Linked DNA regions of Anas platyrhynchos: region 1 is linked to region 2. A link is a contact called in public Hi-C data. All regions are on one chromosome and are shown on one strand. Each heading gives the region's core, a stretch centred on a gene start, on an enhancer-like site or on the middle of the called end of the contact. The rest is flanking DNA. Distances are from core to core; before and after follow the strand shown. Region 1 has its middle 14 kb from the start of VIM. Region 2 overlaps CUBN (cubilin).

Region 1 (5,982 bases), core at 1,326-3,825, 69 kb after region 2:
AGGAGTTATTCCTGGCTCTTTTGTGCTCAGGGTTACGCATGGCACAGAGAAATATGTGGTAGAGCTTTCAATCCTTGGAATAAATAGAAAAAATAAATAAAAATAAAACCTAGTTGCCAAGGGGATAGGAAGACTGCGGGAAACTATTTCAAAGCCTGTACTGTGTGCAAGCGCGAGGGCATTCTCACGGCAGAAAGGAGCGCTGCTGATGCCTGTGTAAACTTCTGGCTGATCTGGGCACGCCAGGCTTGTGCTCGCATATAAGTGCCTTAGTGCTGAGCCAGCAGCTAACCTCAGACCTGTATTTCACATCCTAATAACCTCAGCTGACAGCAGTACGGGCTGGCTCGCCACCACTGGCGGCTGTGCACTTGTCCTACCCTCTAACAGGCATCATGAAGCGGCTCCCGTGAGCTGAGCAGCAGCACCGAAGGGCTGATTTTCCTCCCTCGCTGAGAGGCTGTTGCAAGTGAAAGTCCCTGGGTCACTGTATGATAAGTAACAGAAGTTACTGCTAAAGGCAATATCATTTTGGGGGGTAAATGTTGATTTCTAACAAGACTTTCTGACAGTGTCCTTTCCAGTCAACCCCGGCAGAACCGATTTTGCCTGTCGCTTTTACTGCATTGTGAAACCTTGCACGGTGCCTGCCTCCAAGTGTGTGAGCTGTACTCAGAGTAAATAATAGTAATCCTCCAGAAAATCTTGATAATCTTGAGTCCTTGTATTTAGTTTATTTTGCTTCATGTGGCCAGAAGGAACAGAGATCTTCCAAAAGACATCTATTGGAGCCTGCTGAACCTTGCCTGGTGTGAAAGCTCCCCAATGGGGGTCTCCACACCAGGCAGGATGCCCAATTCTGCCTGTGATTTGGGTACTTGTAGGGCTCATGCTCAAAACCCTATTTGCAGTTGTAAAATTCCACATGTAAAACGCACCTGGTGTGGGTTATGGGACACTTTGGGACAGGTATGTTCTCCCATGAGAGAATTAAAACATATCCCTTAGCCTTAGTTGCCCTTAGGCACCTGTGGAGCACCAAGAAAGCTGATGTCCCTGCCATAGGGGGTTTGGTGGCTGTCACCCAGGACCTGTGCCATGTGGAGATCACATCCTGCTGGGGCACACCCGGCATGGGGAGGCTCCTGCTCCTGGCCAGGGCTTGCAGAGCCTGGTTTGCTTATGCCAGTGGGTAGAAAGGGAGGTGCCCTGGGGGTGTGAATGCTCACATTTAGAGAAGATGAGTGGCTGAGTGTCTGGATAGAGAATCTCACTGATGACAGGTAAATATCAGAAATTTTAATTGCAAATCCTTTTACTAGGGAAAGGAATGAAAGCCTGGGTATTACTGAAATTTTTGAAGTCATTTGCATATAATGAACCGCTTTAGCAGACATTTGCTTGAGTGCAGTCATGCATGCAGAACTAGGAAGTGCCAAAAATAAAATTACATTTTCAATCTTCATTTGGTCTCTTTGTGCTCATGCAGAGCGCTACAGATTTCAGCTGCAAATTCATGGACCTTGTCCCATTCAGTGAGCATACCAGACAGAAGTGAGCGGTAACAACAGCCCTGTGAGGTGGGTTACAGTCTCCTCATTTCACGCATGGGACTGTGAGGAAGAGCCGTCAAGCTCAGGAGTGTAAACTAAGCCCAGGGATCTGGTGTGAGGTCAGTCAGCACTGTATACTTTGAAAACACTTATTGGTTTCAGGTCCGGGTACGTTCACAGTCTGGATCTCAGCTCGAGTTCACAAACTGAAGATTCAGGGGATACCAGTGAAAAGCATGGTTCAGGTGAAATTGCCTGCCTCCAACAGTAAAGCTGTAGCACAAGGGGGAACAAAATCCAGTTCTACAACATGACATAGAGCCCCCTTACCCGTGGGGCCCTTCTCTATAGCACATCGCATTGCTCATCCACATTTCCCTTTAGTGGCAATAAGGGAAGCGATGCTCTAGCGAGCTGTCCCCTCCACAACCCAGCCCAAGGCCACACCTTGGGCCTTGGCTACTCTGTGAGGAGCCCACAGGTGAAAATTGCTTTTGGGCTCCGGTCCGCAGCAACCAAACTCACTGCTTCACAAAAAGGCAAGTCCATAGCAGCCAAATCTCTGCACAATGGTGCGTAATAGTTTCCATATGAACTCCTCAGCCTGACTTTCTGCCCATTTCTTTTTCAGAGACGTATTGCAGCTGTCTCCCTGTGGTGGATTACACAAACTGCAAGGGGAAGGCAGCCTGTCCAAGCATTGCTGTCTGATGGATCCCTTACTGCAGTGTGCTGTGCAGGATTGTATGGTCACTAATGGGAGAGAGGTGATGCTGAAGATGTCTCAGACGTGGCAGACACAAAATGAAATCGCTTTCAGGATGTAGAACTGTGGGAAATTGCACGAAGTCAGCAGCCAAGCACCCACAGAGCTGCTTTCTCCCTCACTCTCTGGGACAGGGGGAGAAAATAGGAAGAACAAAAGTAAGAAAAATTATGGGTTGAGATAAAGACGGTTTAATACGTGAAGGACGGGGAAAAACTAGAAGCAAGGCAAAGGAAATCATACAGCACCCCCCACAGGCAGGTCGATGCTCATTCAGTCTCTGTGCAATGGCCACATTGGAAGCCCAAATCCCTCTTCTGTCTTTATCACAGATTTTATTGCTGGGCATGATGATATACAGAATGGAATATTCCTTTGGCCCATTTGGTCAGCTGTACCAGACATGTCCCCTCACAACATTTTCCCCCTGAGCTTTCTTTTCTCCGGGCTGAACTTGTCCTCTTCTTGTATGTCAGGTGCTTCAAGCCCTTCCCTGTCCTTGTGGCCCTAGGCTGGACTTGCTCCAGCTGTAAATATCTCTTTTGTACCGTGGAGTACACAATATTAATCATTGAATTACACTGGCTGGTCATGAAAAGGATCCATATACAGTGGTGACCTGACAGATGGGAGTGCAAGTAAAGGCCACAGCTCTAAAGTGAACAGCCATAGCAGGTCAGACCAACTATCCACCTCATTTGTTATAGTATTTGCTGAAGAAAAGGGCACAAGAAACAGGGTCTCAATCCCTGGAATATCCTTCATTTTCCTGAAAACAAATTCAGGAAGTTTTTGAGCCAGTGACTTCATCCAGACAATTGATGAACTTGTCTCATCTATTTTGAATCCTTTAATATTTCTGGCTACTATCATCCTGCATTTCATTTTTTGACAGTGTACCAGGGAAAAACATCTTCTTTGGATGATTTTATCCTCACTGTCTGAACTGACTGATGTTTTATTTTATATTATTGTTATTATTGTTATTGTTATTTATTCCAGATGTTTATGTGTTAGGAAACTTAGTAAATATTCACTCTGCATTCAGTCCCTGCATGCCACCCCTCATTTGACAGATTTCTCTAGTAGCTCTTGCATGTTTCTAACACCTAAGTGTCTTCTCATCTAGGAGCCCTCATCTAGGAACCCTAATAATCCTCATCTTTCTTCATATTTTAGTTCTGCTATAACCTACTTAAAACAAGGTGACCAAGACAACAAGTAATCTTTAAGACACATGCATTGAAGCAACACAGAGTGACATAATGGGAACTCCTGCTTTGTGCTCAGTTGCTTTCAAGGTAAGTAAAAATATCGCGTTTGGAGTTTTGATCATTGCTCAGTACTGGGCTGACATTTTCAGAAAGTTATCCACACTGACTCAAAGATCTATTTCTAATAGCTAATTCAGAATTCTAACTTCACAGAGTTATTTTTTGCCCATTCTTTGCAGTCTTTGACATTAAATTTTCATTCAGTTTGATCACCCAGTCAGCCAGGACTGTGATATCCTTCTGCAACTTTGAGCTTGGCATTAACACAGACTGCTCTTAATTTTGTACCAGCTGAAAACTTTGTCAACCTGCTGTTTGTTCTTTGCTAGATCACTGAGGAATATATTGAATGGCAAAGTCCAATGTCCAGTGCTTGTGGGAGTGCAGTGACAACTTCCTTCCATAGTGAAGGCTGTCCGTTATTTCTTGTTTCCTACTTTCCCTGTTTCTGTCTTGTTTCCTACTTTCTAACTTAAAATAGGGAGGATATTCCTTCTCAATTCCTTAGCAATCTGCAGTGATCATTTTTCAAAAGCTTCTGACAAAATCTTCCATCTGCCTTACCCACAAAGCTTGTAAAATCCTATAGACATTTCCACCAGATTCTTGAGGCATGACGTCCTCAGGAAAAAATGTGTGTGGAATCCTACCCAGTATAGCTGCTTTTACAGTTTCTTCTGAATTTGCAAGGTGAAAATGTTAAATTTACTGCTCTATAGACTTCAGCATTGTCCTGGAGACTTTTTATAGTCTGAAATTTTACTGGCCATTGATGATTCCTCTGACTCTGGAGTGCAACTAGCAATTAGTACTTTCACATTGACGCACTTCAGACCTATTTAGTGGTTGCCATTCCATATTTTTCTTACCTGTCAATGCATCGATTTGTTCCAAAACCTCTTCAGTTTGAGATTGACCTTCATCTGGGGCTCCCTGACCTTATTCTTAATGAACTGTAGCCATGCCGTATTTTTCCTGTGGCTTATCTTCACTGAGTTCTAACTCTTCACTGTCTCACTTGAAGCTGCACTGAATTTCTTATAGGCATTATGTTTTGGATGTGTATGAAAGTGGGTTTTTTTTATTAGCAATTTACCTCTTGAGCTGGTATGTGATCCAGCTCACTGGAGATTTACTTCTCGTATGACAGAGACCATATTTTCTGGTTTGCTCATTTGAACATGACTCCTGTCAAATTTTAGTAGTTCCCCTCACTGGCTTTTTTAATTGAACTGTGTTTTTGTGTGTGTGTGTGTTTTTGTTTGCTTTTTTTAATTTGTTTTAAGAGGATTTTCAGCAGGACAGCAGGCAGTTTTCAGTGTTTAATAAGGTATCTCAAAAAGTGTCTTTGTGGCTTATAAATTTTCAATCTTTTTTTTTTTTTTTTTTTTCTTTTTCTTTTCTTTTTTGGTGTCTACATTTGAGGAATTCTCCCTTTTGAAGTTCAGCTTGATTGAAGTGGACTTCCAGGGCCTTCTTCCTTTCTGGCTGGATATTAAATTTCAGCACATGCAACTGCTATATCCTTTTCACCACTAACCTCTTCACTTTCCACACAGGGTATAAATTACCCATCTCTCTCTTTCTTTTGCGAGATATGTTCTTAACATTTCTCTCCTTTAATTCCTCAGTATCTAGCCACCTTTTCCTTCATGTACTGCAGCTCCTATGTATCTAACTGAACATTCAGCAATTGCTTTGAACTTCATGGAATCTACTTCAAACATGAAAAAGGGGGCTTTCAGATGAAAGCTTGTTAGTTCTTTCCCCAAAATTCATTAGATTGGGCTACTATAGCACAGGGCCTTTATCCAAAAACCTTGTCTTGTACTGTTATTGAAGGGATGTTGGGGCGCTGCAGGCCTCCCTGGGGCCAGCATGCCAAGGCCTCAGCTGCCAGAAGCCAGGCCCCATGGCATTCAGCTCACCAAGGGGAACACGGGAGCTCTGGCTTCGCTTGAGTGCAGACCCTGAATCAGATTTTTGTTTATGCCTTCACTCGTTGGTACCTCCAATGCCAGGAGAGCAGCACTGGCTGTAATGTAGGTGGTATCCTGATGCCACCAGTGACTGTGTCACACTAGCTCCAGGCCATAGGTCAGCCTCTGTGCTTGACAACCACCTCAAAGGCTGGGCAGTGATATCTCTGCCTGCTGTAGTTATAGGCTCTCCATACGCCATATGAAGATCTAATTTGTAGTCCCCTCAGAGGTGGCTCCCTACAACAGGTTGCCTCGTTTTGGGGGTACTGGTGAGGTGGACCATGTGGAGATGGTAAGTTTGGAGCATAGCCTGTCACATCCTCCACAGGGGTGATCAAAAGGCTGGAGCACCTCTCGTATGAAGACAGGCTGAGGGAGTTGGGGTTGTTCAGCCTGGAGAAGAGAAG
Region 2 (5,948 bases), core at 2,207-4,706:
AGCACCTTAGCTTTGCTTTTCACCTTCATATGTTGCTGGGTACCTAAAGCTCTACCTCTAGCAATACACAAAAATGCTTTGCCGTCAAGAGGCTTGGTGCTTATCTCCTGTCTATGTCTGTACACAAGGAGCAGCCCCACTCACCTCCCCAGAGCAGTCCAGACATCAGTCCCTGCACTCCCTCCCAAAGCAGAGATGTATAAGCTACAGCTGGCACTGCAGTTTCTTGTTGTTGTTGTTGTTATTGGTTTTGTTTGTTTGTTTTTTAAACCTCCACCACTGCAGGAGATGGTGGTGTTAGCTCTTCACCCTACAGCAGCTTCCCTGCTGCTGAGCACTCACCTGGGAGGTGGCCCAGCCGAGGCCATTCCCTCCTATCCCACACCCAGCCCATCACAGGGAGTGGGGCAGCCTCATACCCTGTGGAGTGACAGTGGGAGCACAAGTGTTTGCTGAGGTAGGAGGAACAAAGCTGCAGGCTGAAGGGATGCATCCCGCAGCGCACACCTTAGTCACAGCATTGCACAAACACAGTGGAACTGAAATCAGGAGCTTCTAGGCTATCAGGTGATGGTTCTCTTTCCTCTGGCCCTTTATTTCCACACGGACAAAAACTGAGTCTGAAATACAACTAACTGAATGGGATTAAAACTGCAGAAAGACTCCCATTAATTAGCTAACTTTTAATAAAATGAAGGTGAGACACTTATTTCGATGCAGGTAATGTGCTGAGATGTCTGATCCCCACAGAGACATATAGCACTCACTTGGCCCTGTTCACTTGCTTTTAAGCTGGCTAATAAAAATAAATAAATAAATATATACCATATAAAAACACCTCCGTACAAGCATTTACCTACACAGTTTGAATCAGATATTCCGGTGCAGCTGATCTGGACCTTGGAGCAATTTACTAGTAAGCCATGCTATCCTTGCCATGGCGACGTGATCAGCTGAAAAAGTGTTTGATAAGCCAATTGCAGATAACTAAACTCTGCACCCAGGACAAGTGACCCAGGTGAACTCAGGCTTCAAAACTGCAGTCGCAGTACTGTAAAACTGCATGTTTATTAATGTAAGAGACAGCAAATACACCGACATCGTCTTGCAAGTGCAGTCGCTCAAGCTGGGCAAGCAGAAAGTCGGCAGGACAGGGAAGCAGAACACCCCCAAACGTTCAAAGTACATGCAGAGCCTCACATTCAGCTCCAAAGGACACAGCAAGGCAATCGGAGAGGCTCCAAAGGAGAAAGAAAATGACACTGTCTCCTGCCTAGTCTGGAAAAGATTAATCCATTACCCAGTTGAAATTGCTCAGCTTTGAGAAGTCGGCCACGCTGCAAGGAGCTTTGGCCAAACTGCAAAGCAGTGCGGCGTGGCACTGCCCTGGTCCTCTCCCATTGCTACCTGCACTGTCCTGGTGAGGCCCCCATTATGCTGATTGCGATGCAAATGTCTGATAGACATGGGGATTCCCATGACCTTTTGTCCAAATGATGCCATGTCCTTTTGAGGTGCTGAATCAGGAAAGCATTTCTAGATTACCTGCTTTTTCCTCATACCTCTGTGCTTTCCTGAATTAGAGCTTGAAGCTTGCAAGTAAAGAAACTGAACAAGGAGTGAAGAAGGCATTACCTTCCACTTGACAGTACCTGATAGAGCACTGCTCTTCACCTGGTGTTATCCCTGAGGCCTATAGGAAGTTAAATATCACCACTTTCTTTACCCACAGTCCCCACTGGTGTATGTAACTGCACCAGAGCAGGACTGGGGTGACAAGGGGTGCTGGGCCCCAGAAAAACCAGCAGCAACGTTCTTACAGCTGCTGAAAAGAGCCATGTCACCCTGTTTAGGGATGGATTTAGCATCCAGGGAGTGCTCAGAAATAAGTAGGACATTATGTGAAAGGAGTCTGCGAAGACAGTATAATGGAGTTGGGGAAAGGACTGAACTATAATCCTGAGGGCATAATGCAAAAGCAGTAGTATCACAATGTTTGTGACTTACAAAGAGGTTCTAGTTTCTTTGAAGTAATTGTGTAATTTGTAAAAATTACACTGGGGAACAAACTTCAGGAATCATGACCATAGAAACACAATGAAAGTAGCTGAGAAAAAGGCAGAGGGTTTGTTCCCTCAAACCTTAATTTAGTCACACACCTGTATGCCACATAGCAGAGCACAGTAAGAAACAATAAGTAAAGGCAGGCTGCTTTGTATGGTGTTTCCTTGATGAATGTCTTGCATTGAGGACAGCTGCAAGCAAGCTATAAAGATCTTTAAAATCAAAGAAAAGCTGTCAGGCAGCCTTACACACACAGTAACATCTCAACAGGTTCTGTGTTCCTGCTGAAGTGTGAGGAGCACTGCATGAGAATTTCCCTTTTGTGAAGTTCCTCCAAGAACTGACAAAGCACTGTAAGGCAGTGTTACACCAAGCAAATATTTGTGGGGGCTAAGGCTTTCATGCTGAAGCAGGAGACAAGATGCTTTGAAGAAAGCTGTGGCATGCTATCCAGCCTGCTTGTTCCCACTGCACAGGGAGAGCTTTGTATTATATCTGAAAGTTATTTATTTACCAGATTATTTGCCACTATGGAAAATAAGACTCAGGATGTTCAGGCTGGCTTGCCTTGTAAACGGGAGCATGTTTCTTAAGGAGCTGAACAAGGACTGCCCTCTGACTGGGCACAGCTGGAGAAGGGTGAGCCCCAAGAATCTCGTGTCTGTGGTGCCCAAGCACCCTTCTGGCCAGTCTGCTGCAGGCAGCATTTCTCCTCCCTTTCTATCTGACAGCACTGTGTGTTGCTTGTGCTGCTCCAGTCTCAGTGCTGCTGGTATTTCTGGAGTAGGTGAAGGCATTTCCAAGAGTTATGCAGCATGCTGGGGGTGCCACTGAACACTGGTGTCCACATGCTTAGGAAGTTTCCAACATCTCAAAGAGTTTGCTGGGGAAAAGCTCTGCTCCTGTGCTGAAGCAAGCGATGGCTTTGGAGGGCATCTGTGCCTGCGGAGGGCTCATCTATACAGTGTACTAATGATTTTGTGGCCTCTCAGACTGAAAGGAGGTGATATATAGTGCATAGATACTACATAGACTTGTTACTAGAACTTGTGCTGCAGATGGCACAGACATAGCAGTGTTTTATACAGCATTTTTGTGTATAGTTTTGAAAAGTTACCTGTAGCTGCCGGGTGTGTTCACACAAGTGGCTCCATTCTGGCAGCCCAGTGCCGTTCCAGCATAAATCTGGCATTCATTAACATCCACTGAACAGAGGAGGCCCTAAGATGAAATGGAAAACCAGTTTATTTTCCAAATAACAGAGAAATGAAGCAAACCATGGAGCCAATGTTTAATATAGTTTCCAAACATACACAAACCACGGGCTGCTATCAACACAGCTTCTCTTATGAAACATTATAACAACACTCTATTGTTCAGCTGTGTTTCTGTGACCCTGGCTATCAGTCAGATGAGGGAAAAATATTTCAGATGTCTGCAGAAAGCATATGGACAGCTTAGTACTGTCAGTCCCACTACTTTCCAACTCCCTAGCAAAAGGCTCCGAAAATTTTCTTTCGAACTGTTCTTATCAGGAGATGCTGTTTTGTTAGGACTGAAACTACATCAATTTTGACACAAGTCTCACTGGGACAATTTTCAGGCTGAGAGTTTTTGTGAAAAAGGTGGAATTTTCCATCTTTAAATGTATGTAACAACACCATTAAAGCCTTTGCCAAGAAGGTCTTTGGATTTCAAAAACCCAGAATGAGATTGGTTACTTACACCCCCATTTGTTTTACTTTGGACTTCAATAAACACCATTCCCTTCCTTCATTCTCTCTATACCCTTGCATAAGCTCAACAGCAAGGTATGCAGTTCAGTTCACGCTGCTCAACAAAAAGCAAAGACTAATTCTCTGCTGTGGAAACTGCCAAGCATCACTGACTCCATGGGGCATCACCCACATATAGCAGTGCAGGGTCTGACCCACTGGTTGGGGCTTCAATTTTCTTGGTGTATGTCAGTGTTGTTGAGAAGCAAATGTGTTGCACTTAAACTAAGTGATGACTCTGTTGTGGTTGTTTTGCTGTTCAGTATATCTTACTCCATTCGGAACAATTTTAAAATGGTGTGCTTTGTCACAATTGCACTAGCCAGGTACATCCTTGCAGTTACAACACACATCACACATTCAGGGAGTCTATAGACTCACCTGCCAGTTGCTGGGACAGAGGCAAAAGAAACCATCCAATGAGTTCACGCAGGTCCCTGAGTTCTCACAGGGGTTGCTGCTGCAGGCTTTCCTCTGGAGAGACTGAAACCCAGCAAGAGAGCAGGCAATTAGCTTCCTTTTATTTAGTTTTTCATCAGCATTTATTTTCAAGACAAAGTTGTAGGTTTTTTTTTTTTCATTCTTTCCCTCTCATCTTTTTCAGTAAGGTTAATTTGCAAAACTTTTGAGCTCTTTCATTCACATCTGTACAAAAATATGACTTAGTATGATTGATCTTACACAGGATGACTGGCTGCAAGCACTAGGATGAGCGAAGCTCTGTAAGATGTAAATATTAATAGAAACTGTTCTTCAATGGCAGGCTGTTAGTGAGTCTAGATGGAGAGTTGGTTATCTTATCTTCCTGATTTCATGGGTGACTCATCGGACAACTGCTTTTACTGGCAGGAGTAGCTGTGGCTTGTCACACGCTCATGGAGAAGCAGCTGATGGTTGAAAATAAGCTATTTCCAGCACAACACAAACTCCCGTTTAAATTCTTCAGTCTTTGGCTTGACAGATAAGTGAAGGAAGAGTTTATTTTTCCTTGGTATCTAGTTGTTATTCTTCAGTCTACAATTGTTTTTCCTTTAAGGAATGCAGGCTCCTACACAGTTTATGTTTTGTAAGAGGGTATTTCACCTCCTTTACAAACCTTGGCTTTTTTTAAACCTCCTGTTACCAGAAAAGGTTTTCCTGAGCAGTGTGTGAGAGGAAAGAAATCATTTAGCTATTTAATCATTGTAACCTTATCTTACTTACTTGGGGTCAGATGTTTCTTTTTTGATCTTCATTTTCTTTCCCATTTACTCACCTGCTCTAAGCTTTGAAGTTTGTTGTCAAGATCTGTGATCTGCAAGAGAAATGCAAATTAAGTTGTCCTTGTCATGAGAGCCACTGCAGAGGTACATGTTGGTCTCAGGGCTGGCATGCTGGATGCCAGTAAGCTAACAAAGTGCTTTCTTTGGAGTATAGCTTGTGTGTGAAACCAGGTGACAGTCAGGTTCAAATCAGGTCCCATTCACTGGGATTTAAGTCCTTTAGGCAGTTCAGAAAATCACTGCTTATGAAAAGAATATGTCCAGTTTTGCCTACAGAAAGAAAAACAGTCTTGTGAAGATGCATTAGGGTGTTTAAGAACATGAATATTCCAACAGGACTGCTCAGGTGCTCATGAGCCATCTGAAGGACTGAGGACTGAAGTGCATACACCGAAAGCCCAGGAAAGGTTTCAACATATCTCAGTTGGTTAGATCCACAAATAGCAAGCAGAAGGTGAATCAGGGAATACCATAGACACATGTTAGGACAATTTCCCTTGGAGGTCTCAGGCTATAAAATATTTTCCTATAATGAAATGATGTCTGCACTCTAACAAAAGACACCTAAATGAAGTCACTTAAAGGATTTCCATCTTCTGTTGGAGAAAAGTCTTTAGTATCTGGGAAAAGTTCCTTGCCAGTATTTTCTTTCCTCTGTAAATCTCTACATCCCATTTCACCCATGCAGTGGAATATCTAGGTAACATGTATAAGAACATATTTGGTCCATAGCCTCAACTTAGTGAGATTTCACTTCCATAAATGTTAGAGGACATAGTCCATGGAGACAGTGAACAGAAAAAGAATCCTGGTCGTTGGAAATTATGGGAATTACAGGACTATTTCC

What was found. Hi-C and Micro-C count contacts between places; a contact is called where the count stands out from the background.
Region 1: a Hi-C map of skeletal muscle shows a contact between it and region 2, with 2.3 times the contacts expected there. The contact joins two enhancer-like sites. A contact is called at or near these places in 2 of 8 Hi-C or Micro-C datasets (liver and skeletal muscle).

The regions. Positions count from the first base shown.
Region 1 is chr2:138,365,971-138,371,952 of IASCAAS_PekinDuck_T2T, forward strand. No RefSeq gene overlaps it. Among named protein-coding and RNA genes, the nearest start is that of VIM, 14 kb to the left of the region's middle. Within about 2 kb of position 2,576, at least 5 of the 8 cell types and tissues checked have an H3K27ac peak or open chromatin away from gene starts, as enhancers often do.
Region 2 is chr2:138,295,990-138,301,937 of IASCAAS_PekinDuck_T2T, forward strand. It overlaps CUBN (cubilin), which reads right to left. Exons shown (of 67, transcript XM_005015103.6): 4 at 5,095-5,133; 5 at 4,221-4,322; 6 at 3,182-3,285. Among named protein-coding and RNA genes, the nearest start is that of CUBN, 4.1 kb to the right of the region's middle. Within about 2 kb of position 3,457, at least 3 of the 8 cell types and tissues checked have an H3K27ac peak or open chromatin away from gene starts, as enhancers often do.